Regions from separate parts of the Gossypium hirsutum genome. Here regions 1 and 3 are each linked to region 2. The links are chromatin contacts, called in public Hi-C maps. All regions are on one chromosome and are shown on one strand. The core of a region is the stretch at or near the end of the contact, and the rest is flanking DNA. Distances in the headings are between cores, read along the strand shown. Region 1 holds the start of LOC107946035 (BRCT domain-containing protein At4g02110). Region 2 holds the start of LOC107947553. Region 3 holds the start of LOC107946033 (probable beta-D-xylosidase 2).

Region 1 (4,437 bases), core at 945-3,444, 140 kb before region 2:
ACTCCTTTGTCCAGAAAGCTTCAATGTAGTTTCTTCAGCCTCTTCGTCAGAATCTTTAGCTTCAGCTTCCATCACCTCTAACTCATAGCCACTGTTGAGATGAAGAGATTAGAATATAATTCAGTATGGCTTATACCTATCTTTTTCACTTTTTCTTCATTGGATAAGAGCTGAGCAAATATAAATGAGAATCAAGATGCCTAAGCAAATGCAGAGTTGGTATGCTATGGAGAAACACGTAAAACATTCTCAGAAAGGCCCTTACCTCTTGCTGTAATTAGCTTCTGAAAGAAGCTCCCAATCTCTTAAACTGCATAAAAAGAAGACAAGAAGATTAAACAGCAGCAAAAGAGTCTGCATGTAAATTCTAGTTTCTTCAGCTCCCCAAAAAGAAAAAGCATTCAGTTTTCTGTTTATCAGCAAAATTATATTCTGGAAGCTTTGAAATTTATTATGCTTCAGGACTACAAAGTTCAGTTTTATGCAAACATACCAATCTTCCAACCAGCGGTGGTTGATAAGCTTTATCTTCTTGATTTTCTTAGCAAGCTCATACTTCTCCCCTGCATAAATTAACAATATTTAATAAAATTACTACTGAAAGTCAGTATCATTAAAAACTTCAACACATGAAAACCTGCATCTTAACATTTACTAGAAAAGGCCATCAAAACTGGCTAATAGATGCATGAATAGTTTATATACAAATATGAAACACAGAGGAATGAATAAAAGAAAAAGAGAGCAGGAACGTATTAAGAGTAGACACAAAGAACAAACTCATCATAATAATTACAATGTGAAAAAGATTGACAAGATCTTCACAGGATCCTAAGTTGTGAAGTTTACTTTCACAGCCCTTTGATAAGGAAAACGAAGAAAATCTCACCTTCAAATTTATAGCATATTAGATGAGTAACTTTGCTTGCAACCAGAGGCTTAGAAAATTGAGCACCCATCAAGCCAACCATCGTCTGCAAACACATAGGTAAAACAACACAACATTTTTATTTGCTTTACAATTAATAAAAGTAGTCAACAATAGTGAAGGATAGACCAATACCATAATGTCATCTCGATCTTGCCTTTGATATCCAGTCAAGCATATAATTAAACTTTTAGCACCAGGAATTCCATTTAAATCCCTAAGAGGTCTGTACATAATCTGTCAGAAAACAATGGCAGATTCACAAGTTTACACAGATGATAAGAATAAAGTCCAACTTCATTAAAGAAATGATACAGATCATGACAGCTATTCTGACCCCAAAACAATGACACGTCTCTATGTCGTAGAAGTTGTATGCGTGAGAAATTATCAATAAACTGATCAAATATCGGCTCTAATTTCATCATTTTATTGCAAATGTGCTACACCAATTGAATTCATGAATCGAAAATTCCAAATAGTAGACATTGTATAAAATTCAAAAATATCTTAAACAATTATCAGACAGTTAGCTTTAAAAAGTACTGCAACAAAACAAACTAACCGAAGTAGCATCAACAGGCATTCCAATATCAAAACTATGATCAACCCATAACCCAGTGACAACTGTTTTGCCATCGTTTCGAGCAGCAACACATACAGGATCATCCTACAAGCATGTAAAAGCAGGATTTTCAGCATCTTTTTTTAACAAAAGAATTTATATATAAAGCAAGCACCATTGCTTTAATAGACTTACGTAGACAATCTTATCAACAATCACATGAGTGCAACTCTGACTATACTGACCGACACCAACGCCGCCACCGTTAATTAGCTTTACTCGAACCTTCACAAAAAAAAAAAAGCTTTATTATTTTTTGCTCAAATAAGTACTTCAATGAAACAAAGATTAAGAAGCAGAGCGCTTTGAAGACACCAAAAAAACAACACTAATAGAAGATAACGCGGGATATTACGGAAGTACATTATGTTCGTTAACGGGATCGAAGCCGTAAAGACAAAAACGAACGCCGAGAAACGTTTTCGAGGGAGTATCGGATTCCAGCATCGGATCGGAAACTAGCGTTTAAAAACAGAAATACTAAATTAGGGTAATTTGAACAATAGGGAGATTTTGAATCTATGGGGGAAATAACACTAAAAAGGAGGAATTTAATCAAATGAGTTTAGAAATGATATGAAAGCGAGGGATTAAAAAAGGGATTTTGGGGGGTTTTACAAAACTTGTCGAGGAAGAGAGTGGGAAAATAGTGAGTTTATTATATTCGGGGGGCCGATGCGAGGGAAAATTTTCTTTTCGTTTTGATTTTTTTTTATTTTTTGTTCTAGTGGCGGGAGATGGAAATTTCTTGATTGAATATGGTGTCTCCACGTGGTATAATGACGGAACGATAATTTGACACGTGTAGTCTTGGGCTTTCTGTAGTGGACTGATATCACCGATTTTGAGGGCATCTGATTACTGTCGAAAAGCCCAATCAGAAGTATACGACTAGGCTGAAACTTGGTTTCTTTTTGAATGGTTAAATTCTGCTATTAGCCCTTGTGCTTTTCGGGTTTAATCCTTTTACTTTAATTTGGTTTTTTTTTAGTTTATGTAGTTTTTAAATATTAATTTTTCAATAATTATTAAAATATAAGTATTAAATTCATTAAATTATTATATTTTCAAAATCTGATGCATCGGGCGAAGCTAGGAAAATATTTTAGGGGGCTAAAATTAAATTATCTATATCTTTACAATTTTTAAAGGATTAAATCAAATTTTTATCATTTTTAGGGGGAAGAACAATTTTACCTTTATTAAATTAAATTTTTTAAAAATTTAAAGGGTCAAAATGGTAAATTTTTCATTTTATGGGGGTCGGGGCCCCTGCCAACCCCCTTAAATCTGCCTCTGGCGCCAAACATATTATTATATGTATAATACCATATCAACTTGTTGTTTCCATATATTATTCATTACAAATTTAATTAGAGTGGGTTTGGATGGGCAGTACGTTTACCTGCAGTTAGTGTAAAAATAGTGGTGGTAGTGAAATTAAATATTGTAGCAATATTGTAACGTGAGACAAAAAATAAGTTAAACCCACCGCACTGTACCCCACCATCCATCCAAACTCACCCTTAATAGATTAACTATTGTCATTTGCGTTAAAGGCTGAAATTTCAAAATCTAAAAAGTACAAGAGCTTTGGAAGGATCCAATTAGAGATTAGATAATATGGACCAAAACTACAACTTTACAAATAATATAGGGACAAAATTTAATCAAATTAAAGTATAAAGGTTAAACCATAAATTTCTTAAAGTATGGTGACTACTAGCACAATCTAACACTTATTTCTTTTCTTTTCAATTATTACTATTTGGCTCTTTTAAAGTTAGTTTATCGTTGAGGTTAAGATTGAGGTTGAAAAGTGTTATTAAAAAACTTTTTTAAAAAATGTTTTTGAAATTTTTGATAATGTACCATTATTATCTATAAGTTCTTTTAAAAAGATAAAATGTCTATTTTAGACATAATGTTGTATAAAGTAAATGATTTAATGAATAAATAAAAATGTAATTTTATTGAAAAGCATTTTTTCAAAAGTTAAAAACTAACAAATTTGGCCTTTTAACTTGATTTAAAATCTTAATTCAAAAAAAAATTTGATTTCAAATCTCAACTTAAAATCAATATTTGATTTGAAAAGCTAATTGTTTATATATATATTAATTTGAAATCATGGTTTGGATTAAAAAATACTTTTTTAACTTCAATTAGTGTCTATGATTTCGGAAAAAAATTTAAGCTAATTTAAGATAAAGGTCAAACTTGGGCTTCAATATCTGAGGCTCAAGCTTGCCCCAATACAACTAGACCTAATCATGGGTCAGGTTATTTGTCCATACCCAAAGGCCTATTCAAAAAGTGAGAGGATTTGAGTAAAAATAGGTTTGGACAAAAAAATAAGGCTCGTTTTCTAAACAAATCAGTTATATTACTATTATTTTGTTGTTATTGTTTCAATATTGTATAACTCTTATTTTATTATTAATTTTGCTATTATTTTAGAGATATTTGCTTGCTAAGTTGCACATATCTTAGTGTTATTTAAGTATAAATATTTTTAATATATTTTTAATTTGTTGAAAAACAATTATTTTAATATTTTTAGTGTATTTAATTATTATAATTTTAATTTGTTTTTATATAAAAAAAGTTAAGGACGGGCCAGGTCGGGCTCGGGTTTAGGATTTTTTCATTTGAGTCGAGTTTGGGCAAAATTTTAGGCCTATTTTTCGGGTCGGACCTGGGCCTGGAAAATAGGTCTAAAATTTTACATTAGCCCGACCCATTATTATGTCTACATACAACCCATTTTGTAATTTTTGTAATGTTTTGTTTTGTTTTTATATTATGTAATTTATCACATAAAATTAAATAAATAATAAGATTAATATATTGTTTAGTCCTTAAACTTGACAACTTGTATACA
Region 2 (4,746 bases), core at 2,082-4,581:
GGGTATTTATAGGGAAAAATCACAGCATTGGCACCTCTCAGTATGGCACCACCATTGGCGCCTCCCAGATAGGCGCCAATACTATGTATTATACGGGTTATATACTAACCCGGAAAAGTATAAAATTATATTTTATTCAAAAAAAATTATTATTTTTTTATTCATTGGCGCCTATCTAATAGGCTCTAATGAAAAAGTAACCTATTTTGGTAAATTTTTTTTCTGACATCCTATTTCAGTATTTTTTTTTCTATACTATTTGTGTAAAAAACTCGCCTTCATGCCATTAGCCGTGGGGCATGTGAGGAATCCTATCAGGACTCAGATTCTTCTTAAATAATTATTTCATGTGCATCGAATTCAAATATACCTCTTGCAAATATTCTTTTAAAAATGGGATGGGTAAATTAGCCAAAAGTTATATAGACTATATATCAAGCGAAAATTTTGTCGAAATTTAGTAAAAATTTATTTGAGTTAATTTTCTTTGTACTTAAATACATTCTAGTTTTTTCTTGAGTTATGATTTTGAATTTATGAGATTATAATTACATTCATTAAGCAATTATAATTTAAATTTAGAAGTTATTTTTCAATTTCAGCACTCCCACATGGAAGAAGTCAACCATACCTTTTAAGAAGTTTTGGTTTTCATTTTGTGATCAGTTTTTTAAGTTAGAGCTCATTTTTTAAGCATTCAAGAGTTTTAGAATAATAGAAAAGATCATTCGATACAAAGGTTGAAGACTTTGGACAACAGTTGAATTGATAGGAAAATTTTGGGTACATCCTAGAGCCCAAGTTACGATTTGGGTATCTCCCTGGCTTCAAAACACAAGTTCAATATTAAGTTGTGCCAACAGAAACTGATTTTCTAAAAACAATTTTCCAACAAATTTAATATTATTATATGCCTTACCTTGTTTTACCTTACTTCACTGAGACCATATCAAGTGTCCATCCTTCTAAGGCCCATTACTTCACCAATGACAGAAACCCTATCATGCCTCATCTGGCACTTGTAAAACCAACCCACTCATCACCATGTAGATTGAGAAGGCTTGGCGAGGTGATGCGTGGCATAGAGAATATGTACCAATAAATGTGTCAACGAGACCACATGGCTCATCTCTTAGGTACCTAGAAGAGACACTTGATCAAGAGTATGTATGTATGTATGTATGCATGTATAAGCTCTTACTTAACGGAGAAAAGGATAGGTGACTCTTTAGGACTAAGCTCTCAGTACAAATTACACTGTATGAATCTCAGGCCCTTCCCCAAGCTCAATCCTTCTCTTTCATCCATCTCTACATTCCCTCAACCAACGTCAACAAATGTGCAGTGAGTGTGGAACCTATTCACTAGGAAGCCTTTAGACTTTCAATGGTGAATTTTGATGAAATTATCTCCAATCACCAGCTAATAACCTAAGAAAATCCTCCAACCACCATTGCTTATCCTCTTGGTAAAAACCAACCTTATAGCTCATTAGACCCATATGATTAGAAAAACTCTATTTCTAGAAAACTATTAAGGCAAATCCTTAGTGCAATTTCTAACCACAATCGAGAATTTAGCCACATCCAAATTTTAATGATCAAATCACACGTGACCAAAATTCTAATTCCTAAGTGAAATTGAAAGTCATGTGGGAACAACTACAACAATAATAAGAGCAAAATTTCCAAGTAGCCTTAGAAAACACCAAACCAATGAAAGAAATGCGAGCAACTCAAGATCCCCTCAAAATCTGACCTCACAAAATAATTAGGAAGTTGTGTCCTCTCATCTTGGTCACCATCAAGAACACCTTGTAGAAAATCCTCAAGCTTTACCCCAAACACTTGTATACATATTCCACTTGCATTCCACGTAAATTCCATGTGCGATTACTTCACCAATGAAAAAAATCTCATTATGCTTCATCTTCCACTTGTAAGACTTGTTGACTCATCAATATGCAAATTGCGAAAGCTTATGATGTGACATGTTGTTCAGAGAATACGTACCAATACATGTCTCAACAATATCATCTAACTCATCTCGTGGGTACCTAGAAGACATTTGTCTAAGAGTATGTATATATAGGCTCTTACTTACCAAAAAAGGGGACAAATAACTCTTTAGGCTATGAGGCTCTCGACACATATTACATCGTGTGAATCTTGTACCCTCCCTCAAGCTTAATACTTCTCCTCCATACATCTCCACATTTCTTCTAACCATCGTAAACAAATATTTAAAAAAATGGAAGAAAAAAAATTGTATTTCTTTAAAATCAACAAACACTAATTATCATTTTACATAGTAAAATATTTTTTTAGCAATGTTGGTATTCATTCATTAATTGGATTCTATTATTGAATGATAAAAGTATATTTCCTATATTGCAACCTCACTAAATTGAATGCATTCGTTGGTAAATCAATATACATTGATTAGGTTTTATATTTAAGAAATTAAAAGAGAAGTATTTCTCATAATTATTGGGTGCAGTAATAAATTATATCGTATTTTTAAGAAGAGAATTCATATTCGAATATGAGATGAATCATAAAATGAACATAAAGAACACCATTATCACATAAAAATTTTAACTTCTAGTTAGAAAATTAATAAATCATGTACCCCTCAGTCTATTAGATATAAAAACAATTTTGATTTTGATATTTTTATTCTTTAAAATATATATATTATAAAAAAATTTCAACGAAAGAGTTTTAAAATATATTCTTTTGTAAAATGTAATTAATTAAATATTTAATTTAAAAGTCCAAAAAATTTGATATTTTAATTGAAAAAGAGAGTATTAATTAGAGTGTGTTTATACATAGGAGTCGTTGGTATTAAAACATGTTTCTTTATTAACATTATATTTTATAATTAAATTTAAACAAAATATCATTATTAATTAATAATAGAGCCATGGACTAAATCATGTAAGATTTGTTTTTAAATTTTCAATACACACTAATATCGACTTTTAATCATAAAAACTCTTATTTGAGAAAATCATAAAGCTTTCATCAAATTTGAAAACGAAGAAAAAATTATAATTTTTTTAAATTAAAATATTTTCTATATCATAAAAGTGAATTTTTAAACAGTTTTATAATATACATTAATGAAATCAGGTGCCCCATTCATAAAGAAAAACTTGACAGACTGGAATCTAAGAAAGGGGTCATTGTTGAGTTTTGTAACTAAATTAGTATCATTTTTGTTGTAAATACTATTTGTTGGTCATTTTAAGAATATTTCCTTTTGTTTTACTTGTGTTTCATACCCTCGAATCGTATTATATAAATCGCTATTTCATTGTCTCAATTTGGCAAAGGGATCTTTAGTCTTAATTTGCATAGCAAAAAACCATACATCGGGGCTCTTTTCTTTTTTGTCTCTGTAAAATGGAAAACACATCATCATCGATGTCTTGTATTTCCATGTTCAGGGACAAAAAGAAGGCTCCCGATGGTGGAAATGATGTGCCCTTGCAAAAGGGAAGAACACGTTCCCCTTCCCTGAGTCTTTTCAAGGTGGCTATTAGATTGTTGCGTACAAAACCCGTGGCCGAAATGGTGCTGGATTCAAAGCCCGTTCAGGTCGATGTGGATTCAAAGGTAGAGTGGAAAGGGATGGCTGTTGGGTCGGTGCATCCAATGCATTTACAAAGCACCCCATTGTCCCCATCTCATTCCCCACCCATGAAGGCCACCACTCCTAAGATCATGCTCGAGCCCAAGTATATGCCCAATAGAGAAGAAAAGGAGGAAGTTATCTTGTCGCCGTTATCTCCGATAGCATTTCCAATTTCGTCTTTCAATGACGTGTCATCGAGTGATTCCAGCCCGTATGATTCGCCTTGTGAAGGAAGCGACAAAGAGAAATGCGATGAGCACAACGATGACGGCGGCGATGAAGAGATTGATGCTAAAGCAGAAGAATTCATAACTCAATTTTACGAACAAATGAGGCTTCAAACCTTGAATTCTTGAAGTGCTAAGACGTGCCAAAGTTGACAAAAACAAAGAATGAATGGCATTTATTTGCATGCATGCACGTTAGGGCTATGTTTTGTATTTTACCCTTTTTATATATATAGTTTGTAACATCAAATTGAATTGAATGTTTCCTTTTTATATATATATATATATATAATTTAGTATTTAGTGACTTTGTACTGTATGTGTATGGACTTCAATTAATACTGGTTTCAAAGAAATGATTATATGAAATTGTGATTCCACGTAATTTCTATCCCCTTTTAATAAGAAAAATGACAAATCAAAAATTTCCTGCTAATTTTTAGTATTTTTAGTTAGATTTAAATTTTTTCAGAAGAAAAAATCCGATTTGTCATTCACCTATCTGAAAGAGGTAGAGATAACGTGAAATCACAATTTCATTTTAGAGGGGTCTTGGGGGTCTATGAATAAATGGTGAAATTTTGTTTTTGGCCCATAAAATTTCTAGTTTTGACCAACCATTCATATTTTTATCTCGATTTTCAACAAAATCTTTCACAATATTAAACACATTGGGAATTCAACATATAACCTTAAGGCACCCTTTTCTCTTTCCTTTTCCTACATGAAAAATATGATTCAGTTTTATCCACTTTATTACCAAACATTCCCCACAGTTTATTAAATTTCCCTTTTATGTATATTTCTTTTTTCTTTTTTTTGTTTTCAATCAATGCCTATTGGACAATAGTTGAAAGGAGACCGACTCTTATTTGGA
Region 3 (4,376 bases), core at 260-2,759, 190 kb before region 2:
ATTAATTTATGTTTACATATATTTTTTATTATCTTGTCCATTTATTTGATATTTTGCAGGCCATTATTTTACTTATTTGTTCATATATTTGCATTATTTCTATGCCATCGTAGTATTTATTATTGCATTATATATTTAATATAGCATAACATTACATTTTTTACTCGATTTTTAAAATCAAACTTTTTCAAAATGGATATTCTTTTAATTAAAATAAAAACTCATTATTGGGAATTCAACACGTTGTGTCCTAACGTATTGGATGTGACGCATTGATTTCTCGAAATGAATATTTTTTTTAAAAATCATGAAGGAAATATTCCGAGTTTGAGATTCTAAAGGAATTGTGCCCTAACATATTGGGTGTGATTTCTTAAATCTTGGATAAGTGGATGTTCTTTTAAAGTAAAGGAAATATTCCAAGTTTAGGATTCTAAAGGGATCATGCCCTAACGTATTGGGTGTGATTTCTTAAATCTTGGATGAGTGGATGTTCTTTTAAAGTTTTATTGTATAAGTATTCTGATCTAATTCATTTTGGGGGAAATTAGAATGTTGTGCCCTAACGTATTGGGTGTGGCATTTTTGCTTCTCTAAATTGAAAAGGGTCTTAATATGCAACGTTTTAAGTTTTTAAAGATTATATTTTTAAAATTTTCGACCTTAAGACATTAATTAATTAACTATGTACCAATTTTTGGGCGTAATGAGGGTGCTAATCCTTCCTCATACGTAATCGACTCCCGGACCCGTTCTTCTAAAATTCGTAGACCAAAGTCGTTTTTAGGTGACCCAATCACACCTTAATAAAAGATTGGTGGCGACTCCCAACTTTCATTTTCTTTTTTTTTAAGTCGACAACCTAAAATTTATTGTTTTCAAAAAAAATGGTTTCGACAGTAACAATGTTTTTATTTGACATGTTTAATTTTTTTTAATTTAACTCGAACAATTTCACTTGATTCAAAAATTTTCAAATTATGTTAGGATGATAAAATAGGATTTGTGAACTCAAAATTTTTTTACTTGATTTGATCAAACGCTCACCCTTAAATAGGAGGATATTGCGCTTTAGCGCACTCAAACCCATGTTCTCCTGCATAAGCAATAATACTCATGTCAATTAAGCTAATACTCAAACATCAATTCTATTATTTATTTTCATTTTAAAATGATAACAATAATAAAAATTGGACGTAAATCTCTTTTTGTTTAAAGAATTACAAACGGTGAAATCTTAATAAATAAATAAAATGTGTCAGTGGTAACATGGGACTTTTGCACTTTCAAAAACATCACTCCTTCCCACCTTTTTTATGAAAATAAAAATTATTTTAACTAATGTTATGTGACATATTACTGCGCCCATAAATAAAATTCAGAATTAAAAACTAAAATATTCAAGTGATTAATATATTTTTTTTCCTTAAAGGCAACATGTGGGCATGGCATGTAATGATCAAAAAGTTGAGTCCCATTACATTACATTACCAATTGCCATTGTTTAGCCCAAAGTTTCCACCTTTATAAATACCATACAATTCCCCTTCATTAGCCTTTGTACCATAAACAATAACCCACTTTCAATTTCAGAAAAACGAAAATGGGTATTGGCAGCCTCACATTGCCTTCACCACCTCAATTCGTTATCCTCTCCCTTCTTCTCTTGTGTGCTTTTGGTGAAGCCGTTGATCCATTTGCTTGTGACCCGAAAGATGCGGTGACGGCTGGTTTTCCTTTTTGCAAGGTTTCGATGCCGATGTCGGATAGAGTGAATGACCTTGTAGGGAGGTTGACGTTGCAAGAAAAAGTAAGGTTGTTGATAAACGGTGCGGCACCAATTCCACGGTTGGGGATCAAAGGGTATGAATGGTGGTCGGAAGCTCTTCATGGGGTCTCTGATGTGGGTCCTGGGACTAAGTTCGGTGGGGCATTCCCTGGTGCTACTAGCTTCCCTCAAGTAATCTCGACTGCTGCTTCTTTCAATGCTACGTTATGGGAAGCTATTGGACGAGTAAGTTCTTTTTTTTTTTGTCATCTTAAAGATTAAAAAAATTAAAATAATATTGTTGATTACTTTTCACTCTCTCCTAAGTAGTGATATCTATATATTTATATGATATAAATATTATTAATTGATATGACATGTTAGGTAAATTTTATGCATATATACGTATTTATAAGGTCTTATACATATATAATTTTACAAAAAAATAAACTCAGTAAATTCATTACAATTCAACTCAATTCAATTAAGTTTTAGACCGGTAATGATAATTATATTTAATTGGACTTTTATATCATTGGGTATATGTAGAATTATTTTAGGGAAAAAAGGTGACAAGTGGATTGAATGATAGTTTTATGAGCCATTGAGAAGTTAACTTTGTATGACATAGCCTCTACTATTAGACTGGTAGATATGTCAGCTTTGTCAACTGTGGATTTAAAAAATTGCAGTATGCTTCATTTCTTTTTATATTTCATTATACTTCGACAGATAGTCATACCTCAGCATTATTAGATGAAGTAATGTTATCCATAAAGCTATCATCATCTTCTAAATTTGATGATTAAGTCCTAATTTAATTAGTGTGTATTATTATCTATATAAGAAGATGTAAATTTAAATATGTTAAAGTGTATTATCTTTCTATTTATAAATTAAGAGTTATAAATAATTTTAAGAACAAATATGATCATATACTAAATTTTTAAATATGTATTAGATATTTGTGTTTCACACTTGATACAAATAGATTAAAGATTATAAACGTCCTGGCTAGCTTTATGCTTTTCTTGAACTCCAAGACAAAGAAGGTAAGATCCATGTCTCGCAATTTGCTCATTTCACAGTGTTATGATTGGTTCACAAAATCATCAAGTGGAATCATTATTATTGGATAGCATTCCAGGCAACTTGCAAGCGTAATTTTACCACAAAAATAATATAAATAATTAATGTGTTTTATGGGATGGGCGGCGGCAGGTGGTGTCGGATGAGGCAAGGGCTATGTACAACGGTGGATCAGCTGGACTCACGTATTGGAGCCCGAATGTCAACATATTTAGGGACCCACGGTGGGGCCGTGGACAGGAGACGCCTGGTGAAGATCCGGTTCTGGCCGGTACATATGCAGCCTATTACGTGAAGGGATTACAGGGAAATGACGGTGATAGGTTGAAAGTGGCGGCGTGTTGTAAGCACTTCACTGCCTATGATCTCGATAACTGGAATGGTGTTGATAGGTTCCACTTTAATGCTCAGGTCAGTTCACTTTTTGGTAAAATCTGATAAAAGGTCCCTCTTGCAAAACTATAAGGGCAAGGATTAAAGTGATCCATTTAATTTGATAAGATTCTTACAATATAAGGATCTGTGAAGCAATTTTACTGTTAAGCTTTTTTACTAGGATATGTACTTTATTAGTTTTCTAACTTTCATATGATATTGATGGGTGTAGTGCAATTATGGACTGGGGGTATGGATATTGTAAATAGTGACCATTAATTTTTAGTGATAAGATCACCTTGGAAATTGTAGCCGTAGTTTTGAAGATGTAGGTGAATGGGGCCAAACTTGGGATTTTACCAGCTGGAATAATCAATTTTCTCCTCAACCACCTTGTTTCATTTTTGTTTTTTTTATTTATTATAATTTAATTTTTACTAATATTGTTAAATTTTAAATTGAAACGGGATGAAACGGAAATGAATGTATCTAATACCTACGGAGATAATGATGATTTTCAATATTATAATTCATTAATAAAACGAAATAAATGGTGGAGTAAAACGTAGCATTTATAACGCAATAAGATCATGAATTTAAATAAAGAAAGCTGAAATATGGACCACAAAGGATGGCATATTCTCGACTGTCTAAATTAAATCTTTGTCTGATATCATTTAAATATATTAAATCTTTTTATCCAAATGCTCTGCTTTTGTCCGGTTCCTTCCAGAAAAAAACTTCAGACAATGAAACAAAGGGAAAGATTTATAATAATAAAATAAGACAGGCTTGTTCGATTCTCACGTGGGTTCTCACACGTTTATGCAGGTAAGCAAACAAGACATAGAGGACACATTTGATGTACCCTTCAAAATGTGTGTACAAGATGGCAATGTAGCCAGTGTAATGTGCTCTTACAATGAAGTTAATGGTGTCCCTACCTGTGCCGATCCTAATCTCCTGCGAAACACGGTACGAGGTCAATGGAAACTCGATGGGTAAGTCAACCATTTTAAGACAGATCAGTTTAATGATCCCTGTTTTTCATGTTGGTCTGGTTTTTACAGGTACATTGTTTCAGACTGTGATTCAGTTGGTGTGTTTTATAATACCCAACATTACACAACAACACCGGAACAAG

The links. A called contact is a pair of places that touch in the nucleus more often than the background predicts.
Region 1: a Hi-C map of leaf shows a contact between it and region 2, with 3 times the contacts expected there. The contact joins the promoter of LOC107946035 here to the promoter of LOC107947553 in region 2. A contact is called at or near these places in 5 of 34 Hi-C or Micro-C datasets (leaf and petal).
Region 3: a Hi-C map of leaf shows a contact between it and region 2, with 2.0 times the contacts expected there. The contact joins the promoter of LOC107946033 here to the promoter of LOC107947553 in region 2. A contact is called at or near these places in 2 of 34 Hi-C or Micro-C datasets (both in leaf).

Annotation. Positions count from the first base shown.
Region 1 is chrD12:43,897,824-43,902,260 of Gossypium_hirsutum_v2.1, forward strand. LOC107946035 (BRCT domain-containing protein At4g02110) reads right to left here and starts at 2,195. Exons shown (of 10, transcript XM_016880216.2): 1 at 1,917-2,195; 2 at 1,689-1,778; 3 at 1,494-1,598; 4 at 1,064-1,165; 5 at 890-974; 6 at 494-563; 7 at 266-310; 8 at 1-91. The coding sequence starts at 2,000.
Region 2 is chrD12:44,033,130-44,037,875 of Gossypium_hirsutum_v2.1, forward strand. It overlaps LOC107947553, which reads left to right and starts at 3,332. Exons shown (of 1, transcript XM_016882171.2): 1 at 3,332-4,172. The coding sequence starts at 3,411. The coding sequence ends at 3,998.
Region 3 is chrD12:43,843,088-43,847,463 of Gossypium_hirsutum_v2.1, forward strand. LOC107946033 (probable beta-D-xylosidase 2) reads left to right here and starts at 1,510. Exons shown (of 5, transcript XM_016880213.2): 1 at 1,510-2,014; 2 at 2,990-3,268; 3 at 4,064-4,233; 4 at 4,303-4,376. The coding sequence starts at 1,604.